Regions from separate parts of the Sus scrofa genome. Here region 1 is linked to region 2. The links are chromatin contacts, called in public promoter capture Hi-C maps. All regions are on one chromosome and are shown on one strand. Each heading gives the region's core, a stretch centred on a gene start, on an enhancer-like site or on the middle of the called end of the contact. The rest is flanking DNA. Distances are from core to core; before and after follow the strand shown. Region 1 holds the start of RLIM (E3 ubiquitin-protein ligase RLIM). Region 2 holds the start of SLC16A2 (monocarboxylate transporter 8).

Region 1 (4,623 bases), core at 1,950-4,449, 170 kb before region 2:
TGGACTTGTTGGTCAAACAATATAAATATTGAGGCTTTTGATACATGTTGCCAAATTACCTTAAAAGTCTTTATCAATTTGTACCAGTAGCATATAAATGTGCCCATTTCATAGCGTCTTCATCAACACTTAATACTGCCAAATTTTTAATCTTTGATATTCTGATAGGCAAAAAAGAGATATCACTGCCTTTATTTTTATTTCTGATTACTAGTGAGGTTGAACATATTATCATATGCTTATTAGACAAATGTTTTCTCCTTCTTTGAATTATCTATTCATATCCTTTGCACATTTTAAAATCGAGGTATTTATCTTTAAAAAAAAAATTTTATACTGAGTTCCCGTTGTGGCTCAGCAGTAACAACCCATCTAAGTATCCATAAGGATGCTGGTTTGATCCCCGGCCTCACTCAGTGGGTTAAGTATCTGGCATTGCCATGGGCTGTGGTGTAGGTCACAGACACAATTTGGATCTGGTGTAGCTGTGGCTGTGGCACAAGCCAACAGCTGTGGCTCTGATTCGACCCCTAGCCTGGGAATTTCCATATGCCTGGGAATTTCCATATGCCTGGGGTATGGCCCTAAAAAAGACAAAAAATAAAATAAAATTAAAAATAAACGAATAAAAAACCCCAATTTTTATAAAAAATTTAGACTACGGATCTTCCTCGATTTACAAAGGGGTTCCATTCTAAGAAATCCATCATATGTTGAAAATATCCTAAGTGGAAAATACATTTAATACACCTAACCTGCCAAACACCATAGTTTAGCCTAGCCTACCTCAAACATGCTCAGAACAATTAAATTAGCCTACAGTTGGGCAAAATCATCTAACACAAAGCCTATTTTATAAGGAAATGATGAGTATCTCATGTAATTTGTTGACTACTGTACTGAAAAACAGAATGGTCGTGTGGGTACAGAATTGTTACCAGTGTCTTGGTTGTTTACCCTCTTGATGTAGCCACCTGGGAACTGCAACTCCTTGCTGATGCCCAGCATCACTAGAAAGTATCATTCTGTGTAGAGCTAGCCTGTAGAAACTATTCACAATAGCCAAGACATGGAAGCAACCTAAACATCCATGGACAGATGAATGGATTAAGACATGGTACATAAATGTAATGGAATACTACTCAGCCATAAAAAGAATGAAATAATGCCATTTGCAGCAAAATTCAAAATTTGAGGTACAGTTTCTACTGAATGCATATCACTTTTGCATCATGGTAAAGTAAAAATATTGTATGTCCAACCATTGTAAACTGGGGACTTGCTGTAGTGATATTAGCCATACATGCTTATCATGTTATCATATATGTAGCATTTTCACCAATTTGTCATTTATTTTAATGTTATTATAAACCAGAACTACCCCTTAGCTGTCATATGTCATGCTGAAATTTTTTTTCAGTTTATTATTTGCCTTTTAATTTTATTAACCTTGTGTTTTGACATTCAGAAGCTTTACTTTTTTTATGAAGTTCTATTTGACAGAAATTCCTCTTATGGATTTTGTGTCATGCCTAAGAAAGTCCTTCCACGTCCCCAAAGAACTATGGACATATTCACTTACGTTTTCTTCTACTTTTTTTTTTTTTTTTTTGCTGCACACACAGCATGCACAAGTCCCTGGTCCAGGGATTGAATCCTAACCACAACAATGACAACGCTTGTTCCTCAACCTGCTGAGTCACCAGGGAACTCCATTTTCTTCTACTTCTTTTATGATTTTATATTTTACATTAAGACACATTTGCCTTAAGAATATGTCAAGGAGAGGTTAATGCTACTGCCATAATCTGAGTATCAGGTTAGGAGCAATTGCTGGCCACTGAAGAATTCATTTTACACATTCTAGGTAAAAGTTCTATTGTATGATTATAGAACATAAGACAAAAGCTGAGTAGAGACACAGCACCTAAATTATATTCCTCTACTGTTAAAAATGACAATATCAAGACTGTTGAAAAGTTGAGCAGGGAAGTATGAGGGATATTGTTGTTAACTGCTTGGAGTGAAATACACTTATATTCCTGGCTGATGAAATGGCCATCATGCTGAGGCCTGTACGGTCTCAAAAAATATTTGAGGGCTACTATGAGCTCACTGGGGATATAAACAGTGAACAAAACAAAGGGGTTTACTGTTCTTAAATGGTTGAGGTAAACAAATATTTTCAAATATTTATTTCAAAATGCTTTAAAGAAAATTTAGCAGGTAAGGGAAGTTGTAATTTCAGGTGGGGTGGTTAAGGAAGTGTCCCCTAGGGAAATGACAATTGAGAAAAGGCTCGGATGATGAGAGCAAAGATATTAAGGGAAAAATTCCAGCCTATATAAAGTTGTAGAGGTCGGAACAAGTTTAGTTTGCTGGAAGAGTAGTGAGAAAGCCAGTGTAGCTGGAGTGTTACCTGAAAACAAAGAAAACAGAAAAATGGGACAAGAAACATGGAAACACCCTAAAGACCTGGGTACGGTTGTTTTTAACTGTGAAAGCGGGAGTTGGAAGCGGGATAGTTTATTCCCTAGATTCCAATTCAGGCATTAGTATCCAAGAAAAGTCTTTCCTTAACCGCCCTTAAATTCCAACGTTATCAGATTTTCCCACCCTTTTACAATTACCGCCCCCTTTCAAGTATTTCAGAATTACCATCCGAGGCCACCTCTGACCACTCTTTTTAAAACCGCAAATTCCTGTTTGTCGTGACACTCTCCCACCACTGTCCCTCGCTTTTTCTCCTTAGCATTTATACATATGTAACATATACATATATAGTAACTATTGTCCCTTCCCCAAGTAGACCCACGAAAACTGGGATTTTGGCCTGCTTTAATTTCCGCTGTATCCCAACATCTCTAACAGTGCTTGACACAGTTTACGCTCGATAAATATATGTCGAATAAAAGTAGGACGCTGTATTAACAGGCCCGGACTAATTCTGTGAATCGACGTCAGGTTAGACTAACACCACATTTCTCACTCTCGGAAAAGGGCTTCCAGCAATCAGATGGTGACGTCCTCCAGCTTTCAAAATGGGAAAGCAAAGGTTCCCACAATTCTCAGAACGTGAATTTCTCGCCACAATTCAAAATGGCGGAGGAGGGTGTGGCTTGTCACATGGTGGGCGTCACAGCAGCTTTCCTTTTCCAGGCGGTGGCCCGCCTTGCCGCGTCGTCAGCGGTCCCTCTCCTCCTCCCACCGAGCCTTTTCGAGGAATCGCCGGGGATTGGCTAACAGGCTGGGAGTGGGGCTGCGGGGCTAGACGCGGCATCATCACTTCCTGTTGTGGGCGGGCGTTTCCTGTCGCTGCTTGGTAACAATGGGGAAGATAATGGCTGCCTGAGCAACGTCTGCGAGCAGGCGCTGGGTTAGAGGCGGGTCTCAACCAGCGACTCATCGGAGGCGGGCTTGAGAGCGGCGGCAGGGGAGGCGCCCAGGAGCCCCGGCGGCGGCGGCGGCGGGGCGGCGGGGCGGCGGCGGCGGCGGCGGCGGCGGCGGCGGCGGCCGAACCGACCGAGTCGGATCACGACACTAAAATCGAGTAAGTGAGTCCTCCGAGAAATGGATGGAGAGCGAGAAGACAGCGGAGCTGTGACTGCCGCGTTCTCTCAAAATGGTCTGAGTGGCGCATCGTGGCGGAGGGTCAGCGCCGCCTGCGGACCCCAGGCGCCGGTTGCAGTGGGGGGCTCCGTGGCGTAGTCGCCGCTGCCATTTTAGTTGGGTGTATAGTCAACCGGCTCTTTGAAGAAGGGGAAGGAGATGGGTAGTACTTCCTCTCCGTGGCCTCGCGAGCCTCAGCCTGAGCCCTTCAGAACCTTAAGAATTTGGGGGAGGCGATTTTCGAGTGTTGGCCTTAGGCGTGAAAATCTTTGATCGTCTCAGGTTTTTCTCTCTTCGGTCCTCTGGAGACTTACCTCGCCTCTTTCCCCCCCTCCCTTTTACATGGCGGGCTTGGATTTAGGAAATGGGGGCAAAAAATCAGCCTGCTCTAAGTTAGATGTGAGAGCTCTTGGGCCTTTAGATTTCTCAGGATTTGCAAAACCCCATTTTGAGCCCTTCTGTAGGGCACTATCAATTAGACGCCCCCTGGGGCCGTGATGCCATCTTCCCTGAGGATCTGAAGCAAATGTGGTTTACTCCTTTGCTCAAATAACCCTGGCGTATCCTTTGCCAGATATCACTGCAAGCATTCCCCCCAAAAGGGAGGGAAAAGCCGTTGCGTGTTTGTTGTTTTTCCCTGAGTGAGTGTGGGAATTGGGCCAAATGATTTTGAAGTTAATTTCCTTTCGATCCGCCAACAACTCAACCCCTCCCCCCCCCAAAAAAAAGAGGCCTAAGGGTCTCGGCTTCTGCGGGCGGTACCTGCCACGTACGCCATAGCTTTAGTAACTAGTATTAACCGGTTGGGCTTCTGCTTCCTGAATGCTCAGTCCCTTTTTCCCTTATGCTGATTAATTTCAAGATGGAGGAGACAGCCACGTTCCTTCCCTAGACAGTTTCACCATACTTATTCCACAGGTTAGTCCGAGAATCTGAGGCCTAGCAGGCTTCTTATTTAGGTCATTCTTTCGTTTTGGGGCAAGAGGAAGCATTTATATCACATTGTGATCCATT
Region 2 (4,584 bases), core at 1,530-4,029:
CCTGGGGACACAGCAAATTCCTTTCTGTCCTTTCCTAACCTATACTCGCCATAATTTAAACCAGTAACCCTAGCCTCTCAATGGACCTAGTCTGTTTCAGAGTACACACCAGCCACACCTCTGTACAGCTCACTGCCACCCCCACCCCTTCCCAGCTGCACTGGGAGGTCTTGACCGGAAAGTCCCAGCCAGCCCTCCCCCTGAGTCCCCTATGATCACCCACTTTGAAGTTCGTTCCCCAGCAGTGAACCTCTTCCTGGTAAAATAGTGGTTTTTCCAAGTTTTATTATACACTCCTAAGGCCCCAGCTCTAGGCCTTGCTCACATCACATGAATGCCAGGACCTAGCTTCCGCCCATTCCCCACTACCTCCCATGAGATTTTATCCAGACTTTGCCACTGACCCCAAAGGCCAAGAGCCTGCCTTTAACCAACAGGGCAATGCTCAGCAGGTGTCTTCCAAAGTAACCTAGGCAACATCCAGAGGCCCTTCCCTGGCCATCTTCCCAAGAGCCCCTGACCTGCATCAAAGCAGGGAAAATGTAGTCCCAGGGGGTGAATGTGGCAATGACCTTCCCCTCAGAAGTTGTTCCACACAGTCAGGGACCTCCTCCAGTCAGGCGTCAACACAGCCTGGGCAGTTCTGAGACTTGCCCTTGACAGCCATCAATGCGCATTCAACCTTTCAAGTGGGCCCCATACAATAGGTCACAAGGTCAGAGGCATTAAGAGCCCCCAAATCTCTTTAAGGGCAGCCCAGGGAAGCTGCAAACTGGGGACAAAATGAATCCTAGGTTGAGAGCGTTAAGAGAGGCTCTTCAAGGACCTAGGGAATCCACAGGTGGACACTCCAGAATTCAAGGATTCTATTCACTAAATAATCCCTAGGACCCCTCAGACAGCAGCAGAAATACCTATTTGGAGGTGGTGAGAGGAGGAAAACGTTCAACCCCAGGGCAACACTTATTCTCAGCTTCATTTTAAAAAGCCACTTATTCTTGCGAACTTGAGGTGGGTCTCAAGTGGGGCTATCCTGAGGAGCCACAAGAGGGAGTGAGCCTTGAGGAAATGGCATCCCAAGCCCCTCGGCTCTCTCCGGAGACTCCTCATCAGAACCGCTGAAGGGCTTTGCCAGCAGCTTGCTGAGAAAGCGGGATGGCTATTCTGACTTCTCTGAGCTCACAGGCAGGCTCAATGGGAGAAGCGCACAAGCCTGCGCTCCTTGCGGCTGCGGGCCTGAAGAGCAAGAGCTATGCCCCCAGCCCTGCTGGTCTTAGGGAAGATCAAGTCGGCATCGCACGAAGGCGGGAGTGGAGGAGGCTGGCACTCCAGCTAAGGATGAACGAGGCATCTCGCAAATAGCGGAGAGGCGCGGGGCGCTTGGGAGGGCATGGCTGAGGTTGGGGGCCGTGCGAAGTGAGCCTCAGGGCCCAGCCTGTCAGCTGCCTCACGCCTCTCTGGCAGGAGACCACGGAGACTGCCTCCCTGCCTGCTTTGGGGTTCAGCGCAGGGGGCATGGAGACCTGCTCACTCCTTCAGAGTGGCAAAGGATGGCCCGGCCGGGTTGCGCTGTAACCACGGTGGGCAAAGAGACTCGCACACACCCCCACTCGCACTCCCTCCCTTCCTCTCTCTCCTGCAGACTCACACGCCTCCCATGTGCTTGACTCTTCGCTCAGAGTCACCAGGGTTCCTAAAGTGTTTTTGATAGAAAACACCTCCGCTCCCTGTACAGGAACAGGGGCTGTTGCGGAGATCTGCGGTACGTTGTTTCTCTCAGCCCTCCCAACCTCCCAATTCTCACCTCTCTACGGGGCTTCGCACTACCCCCCCCCCAAAAAAATTCTGCGAATATTTTCCCCAGTGCACACACTCAGAGTACTTTAAACAAACCCGAAAGGTGCGTCTGGTTATGTCCCAGAGCAAAAAAGTTCAATCCTTGCGTGTGATCAACGAATGTGCCAGGTCCCACCCCCGGGACGTCTTGCGCCTAGTCTCCGCAGCCGAGGCTGCCCAGAGCCCGGCAACCCGCGCCCTAGGAGCTCCATGGGCAAGGGGCAAGGGGGAGGAGTCCGAGCGGCGCGCTACAGGGGCGCCTCGGACAAGAAGGTATGGGATCCGCTGCAGCGAGAACTGACACCCTTGCCTAGAATGCCAGGTGGGGCCCGCGGGGCCGCTCACCTGCTTGGAACTCCACTTGTCGATTTTTCTCTCTTTCCTCCTGCAGCAGCATGGAGTACAGAATCCCGAAGGAGTTCTGGATGCCGAAGATGGAGCCGTTGCACCAGGTGGCAGCGAAGACCACCATCCAACCGAAGCCACCTTCTGGGGGCTGGAAGCCTCGAGCGGTGCCGCGGGTCTCCACTGTGGGCGTGGACTCGGGTTCGTGCACCGGCTCCGGCTCAAACTCCAGCTCCGGCATTGGTGCAGGGTCGGGTAGGGGCTGGGGCTCCGGCTGGGGCTCTGGCTGAGGCTCGGGTGGGGGCACAGGCACGGGCTCCGGCTCCGGCTCAGGCTCCGGCTCGGGGCTACCCACCCGCTCCTGTTGTTCCTGGTCTGCCTCCCGCCAGGGCCCCTTAGCTTCCTCGCTCGCCAGGCTTTGCAGCGCCATCGCGGCCGGGGGACTGTGGTTGCTCGGGCTGGAGGAGCCGCTGTGTGGCTGGTACTTGTTTCTGCTGCTGCTGCTGCTGCCGCCTCCTCCCGGCTCCGCGCCCCAGATGGCCAGCCTGTCCCGCGACAGACGGTCCCTCGAGCCCTCTCCTCCTCCTCCCCCGTTCAACCCCCCTCCTCCTCTCCCATGTCATCTCTCTCCTCCCCCTCCTCCCCCCCTCTTCCTCCCTCAACTGGCAGCGGCTGCAGCCTCGCTCTTCTCCCCAGCCCTTCCTCCTCCTCATACTCGCCTACCTACTCTATTCGCCGCTGCCTCCTTCAACTCCCTTTCCAAACTACTGAATCCCGTCCTCCTTGTCCAGAAGCCCAGGAGAAGGATAGTTACAGTAGAAAACGAGAGCAAACCATCCCAATCCCCTGACCTCTCCTCCCTGCAGGCTTCAAACCGGCATTGATCAACCCAGAATCCCCAGGGAAGACCTCCGCTAGTCCTTTTCTCCCACTCTCTCCTTCCTCACCAGCAGCCTGGAACTGGGTGGCCCCAGGGACCCCAGGACAAGAGATGGCCTGTGAGAGAGCCCCCCCGCCCTCAGTAGTGCCTGTGACCACCTTGGGCTTGAGGGGGACTTGAAGGGAACAGCCTAAGCTTCGGACAGAAGGTGGGTAAAGTCTTCTTGAGCCCGGGGGCTCAGCCCCCCATAGTCCTGCGCAACAGCCCCCCACCCCCACCCCAGCCTCTCCCCCTCCGCCCCCGCCCTTCCCGGCAAATCCCTGGCGGGGCGCGGATGGGAGGAGGCGGCCCGGCAACGAGGCCCGCCCCTCCGGGCAGTCAATCAGGGCTTTGTTTGCGCCAACCTGGAGCCCAGAGGAGCCGTAGAGGGCCGAGTCTGGGCCGGGGGCTGGGCCAGGAAGGGAGGGAGGGGCAGTGGCCCCGGAGGGGGCCGGGCCGGGGCGGGGCGGGGCGGGGCGGGAGCCGGAGCCAGCTCAGGCTCCTCCCGGATCTTCGTCCCATATTGGGGAACTAAGAGTCGGGGCCAGGTCCAGCCGCCAGTTTGAGGAAGGGCCTCCAGGCCCTCAACATCCCCGTTGGGCTGATCCCTCGGGCCTCCTCTGCGGCTTTTCGGGCGCTCGGGAACTCCGCTGTGCCCCTAGCGAAGGGATGTCTTCCCGCACACACCGTCCCCTTCCGCCCACCTCCAGCGTAAAGACATCAGATCCCGCCGAACTTCCCAGACTGAGGCCCTAACCCTGGGAGGATGAAGGAGAGTTTGCTCCCTAGAGAGTGCGCGGGTCCCAGGAGGAGGGAGCTGGGCTCCCTGCCGGAGTGCAAGGCTGTTTCCAGTCTCAGCCCTCGGGGCCGGCCCCCGCGATCCAGGGAAGCTCTGCCTCCCCTAAGGGCCCACGCGACTAATGCACTAATCATAAGTTCGTGGTGTGGTTACCAAGCTACTTCGCTCCCCACCAGCAGGCGGGCAAGTGCCAAGCCCTTTCTACCCAGCATCTCATTAACCTTTTTATTGGCTGAAAAGACTGCATGGCAGGTGAAAATGCAGCTCTGGGCTGCGCCAGAATTTCAGGAACATAGTCATTAACCACCTGAGGGCGGAGTGAGTTAAGCAGGATAGTGTCCCAAGTAGCTTGCCCTGCTGTGAGAGGAATCAGCCAAGTTCACAAATCACCGGGGTCATGTGGTTGGCAAAGCAGGAATTGCTCTAGGAATAGAGCATGTCCCTCATTGCTCCGAGGTGAGTATTTTTTCACCCGCTTTCTCCCAGCAGGAAGCCAGAGGCTCACCGAAGTCAAGGCGTTTATTAGCTTAAGGTCATGGGACTAGTCAAGTACAAGATGGAATTCAAGGCAGGTCTTTATACAGCAGAGCTTTGGGCTCTCTGAGCGTCACCACGGGCATCTGGAGCTTGGTGCTCCCTGGGAGAGGGACAGAGGAAGGAAGGCAGGATGTGGCTGAGTTATCAT

Evidence for each region. Promoter capture Hi-C pulls out the DNA fragments that hold promoters and counts their contacts.
Region 1: a contact with region 2 is called in a promoter capture Hi-C map of liver, with 4 times the contacts expected there. The contact joins the promoter of RLIM here to the promoter of SLC16A2 in region 2. A contact is called at or near these places in 1 of 5 promoter capture datasets (liver) and 1 of 47 Hi-C or Micro-C datasets (heart right ventricle).

The regions. Positions count from the first base shown.
Region 1 is chrX:59,919,040-59,923,662 of Sscrofa11.1, reverse strand. RLIM (E3 ubiquitin-protein ligase RLIM) reads left to right here and starts at 3,199. Exons shown (of 4, transcript XM_003360370.4): 1 at 3,199-3,550.
Region 2 is chrX:59,746,880-59,751,463 of Sscrofa11.1, reverse strand. It overlaps SLC16A2 (monocarboxylate transporter 8), which reads right to left and starts at 2,779. Exons shown (of 6, transcript XM_021080455.1): 1 at 2,182-2,779. The coding sequence starts at 2,611.